Regions from separate parts of the Mus musculus genome. Here all the other regions are linked to region 2. The links are chromatin contacts, called in public HiChIP or PLAC-seq and promoter capture Hi-C maps. All regions are on one chromosome and are shown on one strand. The core of a region is the stretch at or near the end of the contact, and the rest is flanking DNA. Distances in the headings are between cores, read along the strand shown.

Region 1 (3,793 bases), core at 384-2,883, 140 kb before region 2:
CATGTTCCAGTAGTTGTATCTACTCCCCAGACGGCGCTGATAGGTAGTTAGATATGCAGTATGTTACCATGGAATGAAGGCCTGGGATCCTCCTAACCCACAGTTGCTGATACTGGCCTCATCTGCTTGGTAAGGCATCCCTTGAAATCCTGCCCCAAACTCCAAGGCTCTTCCCTGCCCCTGCCTCCCTCAGCCAGCTTCCTCTGATGTGTGCTGAGTCTCACAGACACAAGGCGTCCTTGTTATGAGTTCACGGTTTCCACAGTGGATCCAGGGCCAGCAGCCTTGGTATCACGGTAGCCTATGTCCACTGGCACGCATGTGCCAGCTTGATAGGCCAGCTGAATGGGATAGAATCTGGGGGTGAGGTTGCAGAACTAGTCTCAATCCCATTTTTTTTCTTTCTTATTGTTGCCCTCATCTTATGGATGAGCCAACTCGGGCTGGCAGGATTTCATCTCAGCCACAGAGGAGACAAGTAACTGCATTTTGATACAAATTCCCATCAGAGATCGACTGAAAAACCTGAAGGTCTGAATATGTGCAACTGGATTATGCAGACTGACATGAAGGGGGCTGGGGGTGGGGGAGAAGGGTAAGAAGCCAGGGCTGCAGGCTCAGATTCACTGCCGCTCATTGGGTTCCCTGTCACCCCAAGTTGGCTGGGGACTCCGAAGCATCGGCAAGCAAACTCCTCTCTTATTTTCACACTTGTATTTACTAAGGCGAGAAACGGTGCCAACACATTTTCAAGCGTTTCTGACAGGCACGCGTGTCTTGCAGCTGGCGGCCGTCTACTCTATTAACAGAGTACATCACACTGGACCCCGAATCAGCTCTGGCTCCCGGGTGGAAACCCCCACAGATTACCTGTGGGCTTGCCCCTGAATTTCCTCAGGACTCTTTAGGTCCATGTGGGGCTCTAGTGGGGCCCACCCCTCTGTGGAATCACATCGGCGACACCCACGGCCATTCCCGCGAAACTTCCTCTTCTCACACCCTAGCTGAGGGCTTGGGGTTTTTTGGTTTTGTTTTGTTTTTTTTTTTTTAAATCTCCCTTTAGCACTTTCCCTCAAATATTTGCAGATAATTAATTCACTGTTAATTTGCCAAGGATGCTTGCTTTATATTTTGTAAATAGAAAGCTGGGCCCAGCAAACTCCCAAGTTTCCTTCCTTAGTCCCTTTTTTTCTTTCTATCCTCTCCCCTCTGTCCCTCCCCTCACTTTCCCCCCTTCCTCCTCCTTCCTCCTCCTTCTCCTTTCTCTCTCTTTTTTTCCAGTGGAGCTAGAAGGAAACCTAGAACCTCACACTTGGCAAGCAGGTGCTTTGATGTTGAGCGACACCCTAGTGACAATGTATTTTTAACAAGCGTATCAGAGAGACAGAAGGATGCTTGCTGGGAAAGGCAAAATGCTTTGGGAGTGAGACTTATTGGCCACATTCCTAAGGTGCCATGGGCAGTAGATTCCTGTCCGCTCTCCATAGGCCCTTCTCACCCACTCTGTACAGTCTGGCTGGCCAGGATGCCTGTGTGGAGGGCCAAGGGGTTTCCAGTGAGTCATAGGAGCAGCTGCAGACCCACTGAGTGCATGCACACCCACGGTGGCTTTCTTATGCTATGTTTAGAAACTCACAGGAAACTGCCTTCTGGTGTCTACCTGAGCAGGATGTGGCTGGCGCCCCACAACTTCTGCCTGCCTCTACCACTTCTTGTTGGGCCTTGTCCTGGATCCCTTCTCCTCGGAAACCTGGCTTCCGGGCTCAGAGCTTTATATCAGAAGATGAGTGATACTATGGATCAGAGAGTCTCTGTTGCCTCCCCTGCCCTGGCTCTCAACCTGGACTGCCATAGATTCACCTGGGCTAACTAACTAAGATTTGCAGTGTCTGAGCTGGCTGGTGGTGGGTTACACCTTTAGTCCCAGCACTTGGGAGGTAGAGAGAGGCGGATCTCTGTGAATTCCAGGGCGGCCTGGTCTACACAGTGAGTCTACAGAGAAATCCAGTCTCGAAAATAAACAAACAACCAGAACAACACACACAAAAGAAAGAAAGAAAGAAAGAAAGAAAGAGAGAGAGAGAGAGAGAGAGAGAGAGAGAGAGAGAGAGAGAGAGAAGGAGGGAGGGAGGGAGGGAGGGAGGGAGGGAGGGAGAGAGAGAGAGAGAGAGAGAGAACTGCAGTGTCTGGAGTGCACCAAAGACCAAAGACAGCAGGATCCGAGGCTCAGGGAAGCCGATATCAATTTCTCCCTAGGCTCTCCCCAGAGGTTTCAGTGGTCAGAGTCCTCCTGTGCTGGCTAACTTTATGTCACCCTGACACAGGCTAGAGTCATCTGAGAGGAGGAAACCTCAATTAAGAAAATGCCTCTATAAGATCAGGGTGTAGGAAAGCCCTATCTTAATTAGTGACTGATGTGGGAGGGCCCAGGCTATTGTGGGCGGTGCCACCTGTGAGCTGGTAGTCCTGGGTTCTATAAGAAAGGACGAGCAAGCTGTGGAGAGTAAGCCAGTAAGCAGCACTCCTCCATGGCCTCCATGGTGCATCAGCTCCTGCTTTCAGTTTCTGTCCTGCTTGAGTCCCTGCCCTGCCCTCCTTTAGTGATGGAGTATGGTGTGGAAGTATAAGCCAATTAAATTCTTTCCTCCCCAACTTGTTTTTTGGTTATGGTGTTTCATCATAGTGATAGTAACTGTAACCAGGACACCTTCCATTTCCAGTAAGATCCTACTCATGTGGTATGACTCTGCTACCCCGCTAGCCCCACAGGATGTAGGGATGCCAGTGTAGCTCAGAGACACCGGACTCAAACACCAGGTGCATGGCTCCCCCATTCAGGGAATACACTCACATCATTTACAAGCTTCCCTGACCCTTAGCCACCAGGCCCACTCCATAGTGGGTCCTGGTGGTGACCAGTCCCACCCCTACAGATACGCAGTGTGGAAGTCCCACAACTCACATCTGAAACATCTGTCTCATTGAATGTGAGTTACAGATTCTTCTAGCCATTCAACAAGCACCCGTGGCGTTTCCCGTGCTGGGGCTACATGTGGACGGACTGAGAGGTTCTGTGGTTGAGAGAGGGAATAATTAGCAGGTCAATAAAATGCGCCTCAACTAAGAGAACCATCACCCCCAGCATGACAAGTGCCACTGAGAGAAGGGCTGCGGGACTGTACGTTACTGTGCCAGCGTACCCCTCTTTGCACAACATCCCATCCAGAGCACATGTGCAGTTAGGGGTTTGAACCCATAGTACTACTGTACTATGTACAGTAATATCTGTTGCCTCAGACTTTACAGGAAAGCATGTGGATGGATAACATGGAAGATGGCCCTGTGACGGCCCTGTAGAGCATCCAGAATGTACTCAGAGTGGCAATGCCTGTAGTGTGGTGTGGCACAGAGACTCCCCAGCCATGACTGTTCTCTCCCTCTTTCTCACTGTTCGGGTTAGCAGCTGGCAATTCCATTTCCTTGCCTCCCTTTCTGTTAGCTACCACCCAGGAAGCAGTTCTGGCCAGTCGGATCCAGCTGGGACCTGCTGTGGATCTCTGAGGAAGGTCTGCTGTCCTGGTCTGATCTCAGCCCTTCCCTCCTCCCGACTTCCTGCCCAATACTTCTTGTAGGAGAACAGGTGGCTGAAACAGGGCCCAAAGGGGTGAGTACCAGAGATATGTAACATCTGTAACATTTGTGGGGTAAATCTGGACAAAGTCTCGAGTATTGACAGCAACCTGCCATTCTGATCAGACTTCTCTTCCTTAGGCTGCTGTGATTGGGTTCCTGT
Region 2 (4,210 bases), core at 202-2,701:
AAATCTATGTTAAACATATTTTACCACAAAGATTTTTTTAAAAGGAAAAATATGAGTGTGCACCAGAATGATCCAACCTGAGAAAGACTTATTTCTATGACCCCCAAAGCTTTGGGGGAGGGAGTAACGGAGTATTATTGTACAGTGTCTCATGTGCCCCAAGCTAGCCTTGAACTCCCAGTGAAGCCGACAGCCCCTTAAATTCCTGATTCCCCTGCCTTTACTTCTTGGGTGCTGGAATTACAAGTATGTCCAACCACTTCTAGCTTGATCTTGACTTTAAGAGAAAGGAATCACACACAAAAGAATCAGAACGGTTTCTAGAAACTGAAACAACCAGGTGACAGATTCTCTCCTAGAAATACACATCCACTGACAGCTTCACTTTAACCTATCGAGATCCTCACCCTTCCTAATGCTGTGACCCTTTAATACAGACTCTCATGTTGTGGTGATATTTCCAAGGGTCTTAGGTGACCCCTGTGAAAGGGTCATTTGACCCCTCCTCCCAAGAGCTTGTAACCCTCACACAAATGTGTATTACTACACTAAAGCCATTCTGGCTCGTTTTAAGCTAGCTGACTTAATACTGAGTCTTTAATCACAAAATAGATGATGCTCTATGACATTCTGAGGGGTACTAGCTCCCCATCACTGAGAGCACCCTGAGAACAGAATTAATCTTTTCTCAGGATTCGGGGACACTTTCCACTTACAGGAAATCCCCCCTCCCACATCAGAAGCTGAGTGCTGAAATTCAGTTGCCAGCTGTAATAAATAAAAATACAGAATTCTATGTTCTGTATTGAAACCAAAACCTGTTTTTGGTTTCAAAACAATGAGTTGCTTCTAAATGTGGACTGGCCATGCGATCTCTGAAACATATTATACGAAAAAAAGAAAAGAAATACCACTTGTATGTCTGAATTGTATATTTAACTGGATTCCTGTGTTTTCTTCAGCAACCCTACCATAGGCCGTACTCAATAAGATCACACAGAAGCCTCGGGTGAGCTTTGCAACGTTTAAAGATTAAATGAAAGACGTGTCCCCTTAAAAGATCCGATTTCCAAATTCTCTTTTCAAAGGTGTCTTTTTGGGCTCTTGACTGACAGAACACCGTTGTCCCTAGCGCGCGGTGTGGCGCGGGAAGACCCCGCGCAGGCGCACTTGCCGGTGAGGGACCTCTGGGGTCTGTGTGGAACAGGCGCGGGAAGACCCCGCGCAGGCGCACACTGCAGCGCGTGTCCCGGCCGCTTCCCGCGCGGAGGCCGAGCACCTGTTACCTCTGGGTGGCCGCCAGCGCCCTCCTCGTCCTCGCTGGGACGCCGCCTGTCCCTTGCACCCCCCTCGCTTGGTCTATTTATAGTGCTTGTCAGCCCAGGCCCATTTCGGGTAGTGTAGTCAGTCAGGCCTGCCCCGCCGCGCCCTCCCGACCCCGCGTGTGCCTAGTCACGGCGCCATGGCGGCGGAGCAGCAGCGAGTAAGTAGGGGCCTAGAGAGGGGACGCCCCCTCGGTCGGCCGGCCGGTGTGGGGTCAGCGGCCGCTCCGGTCTCCCTGCGGCATAATCCATTTGCTAGACCTCCAGGATAATTCCCTTCCCTAAATGACCCGGCTGATTATTTTGCGACCCCGCTAGACTATAAATGCCATCGAGGTAAGGGCTCTCCTGCCTTCCCGGAGCCCATAATAAAGCAGGGTTCGGTTCGTTTAAATTCAATCAGCGCTGAATGTATCCCTGGGCGACTCTCTTAACTTTAAAGCCAGGAATATAATTGCCTTGCATTTTCCCCACATGATTCTTAAGAGGAACTAATGAGCTATAATGCATATTAAAGCACTCGGAAAAAGTATAAGGAACTGGGTGAATGCAAAACATTGCGAGCACACCAAAGGAAAAAGAAGAGAAAGCTTATTTGTCTTTATCATCTCTGTGACTCATTATTGCAAGCCTTATGTACATCTGAGGGTGACTTGTTCGTATTAAACAAATCAGGGAAACGACATCAGCGGGGAAAGTTGAGTGTAATTAGGGTGGTATGCATGTTCAGCCATTTCCTACCGCGCTGGCAAAAGTAGGACTGGGGAAATCTGGTGATGGCAGAAACAACATACAGTAAGAGTGTTAGGTTATAAACCAGGGGTCACAAACTTAAATGGCTGTAAAATCACCCTCAAGAAGAGAAATAGGGAAGGCACCATAAATAATGGCTGACACTTAGGGCTTAGCACGGGTGGGCAGATGTGCCAACTGAGAAGCTGCAGCTGGCTTTTAGGTCACTTGGAAATAAGCCATTGTTGCCATTTTTTTTTTCTATAAATGCGGGAATGTTTCAAGTTTGCTTCAGCTGGCCCTTCCCCAGGAATGAGGCCTCTATCTCAGAGAGCAAATAATGACTGTGAATTAACTTTGAGGGTGGAGGTCAAAAGTAGATGTCATAATGCCACAAATAAAGGGAAGAAAGTCTCCTGGAAGGATTTATAGTTGGACAAGAGGATAATAACTTAAAGCATGGTTTAAGCAAAATCAGAATCTCCAAAGCTAACATATACATGTAAAAACACAAAGAGAGAAGGGCAGATATAGTGACACATGCCTTTAATCCTAGCACACAGGAGACAGAGGCAGGCAAGATTGCTGTGAATCAGAGGCCAGCTAAGGCTACCTAGAAAGACCCTGCCTCAGAAATATTTATTCAGATATAGGAGGGTAAGGTTATTAGGAATGATGTAGAACTAAACAAAGCATTAGTTTGATCAAACAACCATACCAAGAAACTCTTTTTTTTTTAATTTACTCACTTTACATTCCCCTCCCTGTCACCCCTCCCACAATATTTCCCCCCTCCCTCCTCCTTTTATCCACTGAGCAGGTGGGGGCCCTCCTGGGTATCACACACACACACACACACACACACACACACACACACACACACATATCAAGTTTGTGAGGCTAGGCGCATCCTCTCCCACTGGGACCAGACAAGACAACCCAGCTAGAAGAACGTAACTGAGATACAGCAACCACTTTTGGGATAGCTTGGGGATAGACTCTCCCCTCCCCCAACGCTCCTGCTCTTGTCAGATCTCTGAGGCTAAGCAGGATGGGGCCTGGACTGGAGACCAAGCAACTCTTCCATACCAGGTATCAACACAGACACGGAATAGAGAAGTGAATAAAACATGAAGTCCTTTACTTCAGAAAATGTTATCTGCGCTGAATTCTGAAGAACTGGACCGGGGAAGGAGGGTATTCCTAACACAGAGTATTACGTGTACGCATTAGAATTGTTAGCCCTTTGACACTATAAAAAACAATGAGGAGCCAGGTGTGGTGACACACGCCTTTAATCCCAGCACTTGGGAGACAGAGGCAGGCAGATTTCTGAGTTCAAGGCCAGCCTGGTCTACAGAATGAGTTCCAGGACAGCCAGGGCTGTACAGAGAAACCCTGTCTCGAAAAACAAAACAAAACAAAACAAAAAGGCTTTCTTAATAAAACATTTCGCTTTGGAACTGGAAACATTAGAACTGGGACATTATTTTCTGATGTCATAGTTGTTAATATTTCTTAGTTTGTTAACAAAAGTCTGTTGAAGGCAATTTGGGGAAAACTAGATTTTTGGAGCCCTGTCCTTGTTACTTTTCTGCTCTTTAGCTGTTTTTGTTTGATTGGATGGTTGGTTGGTTGTTGGGTTTGTTTGTTTATTTGTTTGTTTTTTCTTTTTGAGACAGGGTTTCTCTGTACTACTGCCCTGGCAGTCCTGGAGCTCACTTTGTAGACCAGGATGGTCTCGAACTCAGAGAGAGTACTAGGATTAAAGACCTGTGCCACTATGTCCAGCTTTTCAGGTCTTTTTTATAAATAAAAATCCAAAGCTTTGATGTTGATCATTTTTACCATAATTATAACCTATTTACTGTACCAAATATTTTTTAAAGATTTGTTTGTTTGTTTGTTTGTTTGTTTATTATACTTATACATAAGTACACTATAGCTGTCTTCAGACACACCAGAAGAGGGCATCAGATCTCATTACAGATGGTTGTGAGCCACCATGTGGTTGCTGGGATTTGAACTCAGAACCTCTGGAAGAGCAGTCAGTGCTCTTAACCGCTTAGCCATGTCTCCAATCCTGTACCAAATATTTTTATGGGAGAAATAAGCACATAACAATTCTGAATCTAGTAACTTTCGCCATCACACAG
Region 3 (3,721 bases), core at 803-3,302, 250 kb before region 2:
CGGTTACTCTTGTTTGTTTTTGTTTTTCAAGACAGGGTTTCTCTATGTAGCTCTGGCTGTCCTAGAACTCACTTTGTAGACCAGGCTGGCCTCGAACTCAGAAATCTGCCTGCCTCTGCCTCCCAAGTGCTGGGATTAAAGGCGTGCGCCACCACGCCCGGCTAAAACCAGTTACTCTTAAGAAAGCTAGCTGTAGCATCTGTTGTCCAGTCTCTGTATGTTGAGAAAGTGTAGGCTTAAATGAAGTCTGACTGGAACAGTCTGAAAGGCTGGGCCAAGTGAGCTAATTATTCTGAAAATGTCCCGGAAGCAAGTCTTTAGAGGAAATAGCTTTGATACAGCTGAAGTAGGATCAAGCAAGAAGCTGGAACAGTAGGTCTCAGTAGCTCAGGATCCTCGAGGGTGAATCCTGTCAGGGCTGCCTTCTTGGTCTTCCATTCTGCAATATACAAACCTTATCGACATTTGCATTGAAAGTGCGGGGTGCGGAGATCAATTAAGAATGATTTTCTGCTGTTTGAACAGGTGAAAGACAACTGTCTTTCTTTAGAAGTTAGTCTGATCATATAATCAAACTCAAATCTCCATTTACACTATCTGAAAAGATGGTATGTCATAATAAGCCCTGAGAATTTTGTAGTCAATACAATTTGTTGTCTGTATATAGACATTTAAGTCCCAGAGCTGTCCCCAAGTATAGGGATCAGTGTATACATTACCCATCTTGTTGATCTTGCCAGTCTTCCTCTTCTTGTCTGTAGCCAAGATCTTCAGGGAGTCGCCCTCTGTCAAGTCTGATCCTTATTATTTCGGAAGGAGTCCAAAGCCTTTTCTTCTTTTTTAAAACACAAACCTAGAGTCTCTCTCCCAACACAGCATGCCTTTAAGTACAGACTGATTCAATCTAGTAGAAGACTAGGCACTGGGTTTCCTGGAGCTGGAGTTACAGACAGTAGCAAGTGTGGGTGCTGGGAACCAAATCTGGGTCCTCCAAGAGCCACAAACTCTGTGCGGAGCTGTCTCTCTAGCTCCCCTCCCCCACCAGACAATCTTATGTCGCTCAGACTGCCCTGGTCTTAACCTGAATCCCTTCTAGTGCGGTACAAATATTACAGGCGTGGGACAGTCACGCTTCAGTCAGTGTTTTCACTGTCACTTAAAGAAGTGAGACATCTTTCTATCTGAGAATTGCCACAGTTTCTCTCTGTATCTAGAATGGTTTCGCCAAAACCCAGCTTACCCAACATCCATGCATCCTATAAATGTCTCCATAGAAGGTCCCCTCTGCCTCCGTTTGTGCTTAACCTGCCTTCCTACACTTGTGGCTCTGGAACATGCTGAGGAATGTTCCTGCCCTCCTGACACTTAGGAAGAGCAATGCCTGTCGGATTTGCCATATTGGCACAAAAAGAAACTTGAAGTCAAGGAGAAGCGCTGGCTAGAGAGAAAGGTGACTCCCACAAGATGTCTGAAGACAAGGACAAATCTCCTCAGGCTGTGAAAGCCAACTGGAAATTGGGGGTCTAAACTACCCCTGGAAGCTGTAGTGGGTCAGAGGTTAAGAGCATGGACTGACCCAAGTTCAGTTCCCAGCACCCACATGGTGGCTCAACAACCATCAGTGGACTTCAAACACGCACGTGGTGCACATATGTACATGTAGGGAAAACATTCACACACATAAAATGAAAATAAACTACACCCGGCACAGAGTTCAGCTCTCTGCTCTTGCCCAGTCCCTTCACCAAAGCCTGGTCCTCTCCGGCCTTCAGGATCCCCAGGCCACGTGCCCCAACAGGTCCCTGCTGATCCTGGCCTCTGTCTCCTTCGCTGTAACTGGGGCCCGGTCTGCTGCACAAAAGGTTCGGGACCCGCTTCCCAGGGAGGTCCCCCCCCCCGGGTGGCGAAGTGCTCGAGGCCCGAGGTGCAGGTGCGAAGCCGGACTCCGCAATAGGGTCCCGCCCCCGATCCCTCCGCTGCATCGATTGGGCGGATGAGCGCGTGAGTGGCGGGTACGCAGGCCAACGGGGCGCACGCGCGCCGCCGCCTTCGCTTTGCGCGCCCCCGAGGCCGGCCCGGGCGCCGCGGCGCTGCGGCTGCGGGCGGCAACGCTGCACCATGGCCCGGCCGCTGCGGGCCGCCCGACTGCCGCCGCCGCTGCTGTTGCTGCTGGCCGCCGGTGAGTGGGGCCGGGCCAAGCCGCGAGGGCGCAGCGCGCCACGGGCCAGTGCTGGCAGCGCCGCAGAACAAAGGCTGTGGGGCGCGCGGGGTCGGCCGCGCGCGGGGAGGAGGCGGCGGCGCGGGGCCTGGCGCGGGGACCCCCCAGGCGCCCTGTCCTGGGCGCTGGATGCTCCGTGCCACGCGCGCGCTCGAGGACGGCGGCGGCGGGGCCGCTGCACCAGGGTGTCCGCGCCCCACCCCTCGCCAGGTGACAGGTGACAGGTGACCAGTCTGCGGCCAAGGAGCAGAGGGGCGTGTGCGTGTGTGCGCGCGAGGGTGTAGAGAAGCTCAGCAGGGAGGCGAGAGCGCACGGGTGACACCCTTGGAGAAATCGCATCGTAAAGGTCCGGCGGGTACCCAAAGCGCGTGGGCCGGGGATGCCGAGGGCCGAGAAAGAAAGAGCTGCGTGGCCGAGGTGGATGTTTACATGTGCGTGGAGCTTGCCTGGGAAGGCGTGTGCGTGTCGTTGTGAACGCGTGTCCTCGACTGCGCGGGGCAACTTTATTAGGAGCTGACAAAGGGGTAGGTCTGCGACAGCGACTGCCGCCATATGGGGCTGTGTGTGAGACTCGGGTACGTGGTTTTCATTCAGCAGTCACTCCGGATACCTCGTTAGTGTGGGCGTGTGACAGGTCGGGGCCTGAGGCAGGTAAGAAATATGTGTGTGAGGGAGAAAGAGACAGCTTCTCAGGGTAGACATGGGATTCAGGGGTGTGTGCGAGTGTAGGGGGCGGGCACAAAAGCTTGACAGGCTCAGAGGCAAGCCGCCACCACAGAAGGGGAGGGAGGAAGGCTGACTGCAAAGGTGGGTCAGACCAGGACATGGGAGAGCAGCTTTCTCAGGGAAGATCGGAGCTGGGACCCTGTCCTAAGGTGGGCCTGGGGCAGGAGCAGGGTGCTGGGCTGGGTGGGCTACAAGACTTGGTGAACGCGTGTCCTCGACTGCGTCGCTTCCCCTCCAGTGGAGACAGGCATGGGACTGGCCACTAGTGCTCAGGCAGTTACCCCACCAAAACCCACCCAGTGTAATGTATACAAATTCGAGGAGGCGTCTATGTGAAGTCAGGTGAAGACCTTGTTTGATATGAATAGGTGGTGGGCCCTTACTTTGAGACTGTCAATGATAGAACACCAGGAAAATGTCTGGAGAAGGGCGGAGGTGGGAGAACGCTGATTAGGGTTGTACTTAACTGTAATTCCAGCTCTTTGGAACCTAAGGGGCAGGAGGATTGGGAATCCAAGTCCAGTCTGGGCTGCAGAGCAAGACCCTGTCTCTAAATAAATAGATAGATAAATAAAACAAAAAGTCAGAGAGGTAACTGACCCCTCACACTGCTGTGCCTGCCCTGGGCACATTTTATGGGGAAGTGTCTATTGATGTTGGCCTGGGACATCTACACAGACCACCCAGATCTTTGCAAAGCTCTGGGAGGTCTGCTCTCTCTCTCTAGGTAGGGACCACACCATCTCTGCCAGCAGTGCAAGTCAGTATGGAGACCTG

The links. HiChIP or PLAC-seq counts read pairs in DNA pulled down with a chosen protein or histone mark. Capture Hi-C pulls out chosen DNA fragments and counts their contacts.
Region 1: a CTCF HiChIP or PLAC-seq map of CD8 T cells shows a contact between it and region 2, with 6 read pairs. The contact joins the enhancer-like site here to the promoter of Kbtbd12 in region 2. A contact is called at or near these places in 9 of 39 promoter capture datasets (the C10 cell line, HPC-7-derived erythroid cells, cranial neural crest and 4 more), 1 of 15 datasets of contacts at CTCF or cohesin (CD8 T cells), 2 of 484 Hi-C or Micro-C datasets (the G1E-ER4 cell line and the HL-1 cell line), 4 of 115 datasets of contacts at active chromatin or transcription factors (embryonic basal ganglia, embryonic stem cells, fetal liver and 1 more) and 3 of 9 other capture datasets (adipose tissue, liver and pancreatic islet).
Region 3: a promoter capture Hi-C map of adipose tissue shows a contact between it and region 2. The contact joins the promoter of Podxl2 here to the promoter of Kbtbd12 in region 2. A contact is called at or near these places in 8 of 39 promoter capture datasets (the 3T3-L1 cell line, the C10 cell line, cranial neural crest and 5 more), 2 of 484 Hi-C or Micro-C datasets (bone marrow-derived macrophages and embryonic stem cells), 2 of 115 datasets of contacts at active chromatin or transcription factors (embryonic stem cells and microglia) and 3 of 9 other capture datasets (adipose tissue, liver and pancreatic islet).

The regions. Positions count from the first base shown.
Region 1 is chr6:88,767,696-88,771,488 of GRCm38.p6, reverse strand. The region is part of intron 3 of Mgll (monoglyceride lipase); the gene reads right to left. Among named protein-coding and RNA genes, the nearest start is that of Gm26588, 27 kb to the right of the region's middle. Within about 2 kb of position 1,633, at least 46 of the 459 cell types and tissues checked have an H3K27ac peak or open chromatin away from gene starts, as enhancers often do. A contact at or near this core is called in CD8 T cells and hematopoietic stem and progenitor cells, where this site is marked.
Region 2 is chr6:88,624,670-88,628,879 of GRCm38.p6, reverse strand. Kbtbd12 (kelch repeat and BTB (POZ) domain containing 12) reads left to right here and starts at 1,451. Exons shown (of 6, transcript NM_001278671.2): 1 at 1,451-1,483.
Region 3 is chr6:88,873,377-88,877,097 of GRCm38.p6, reverse strand. Podxl2 (podocalyxin-like 2) reads left to right here and starts at 2,052. Exons shown (of 8, transcript NM_001347327.2): 1 at 2,052-2,179. The coding sequence starts at 2,119.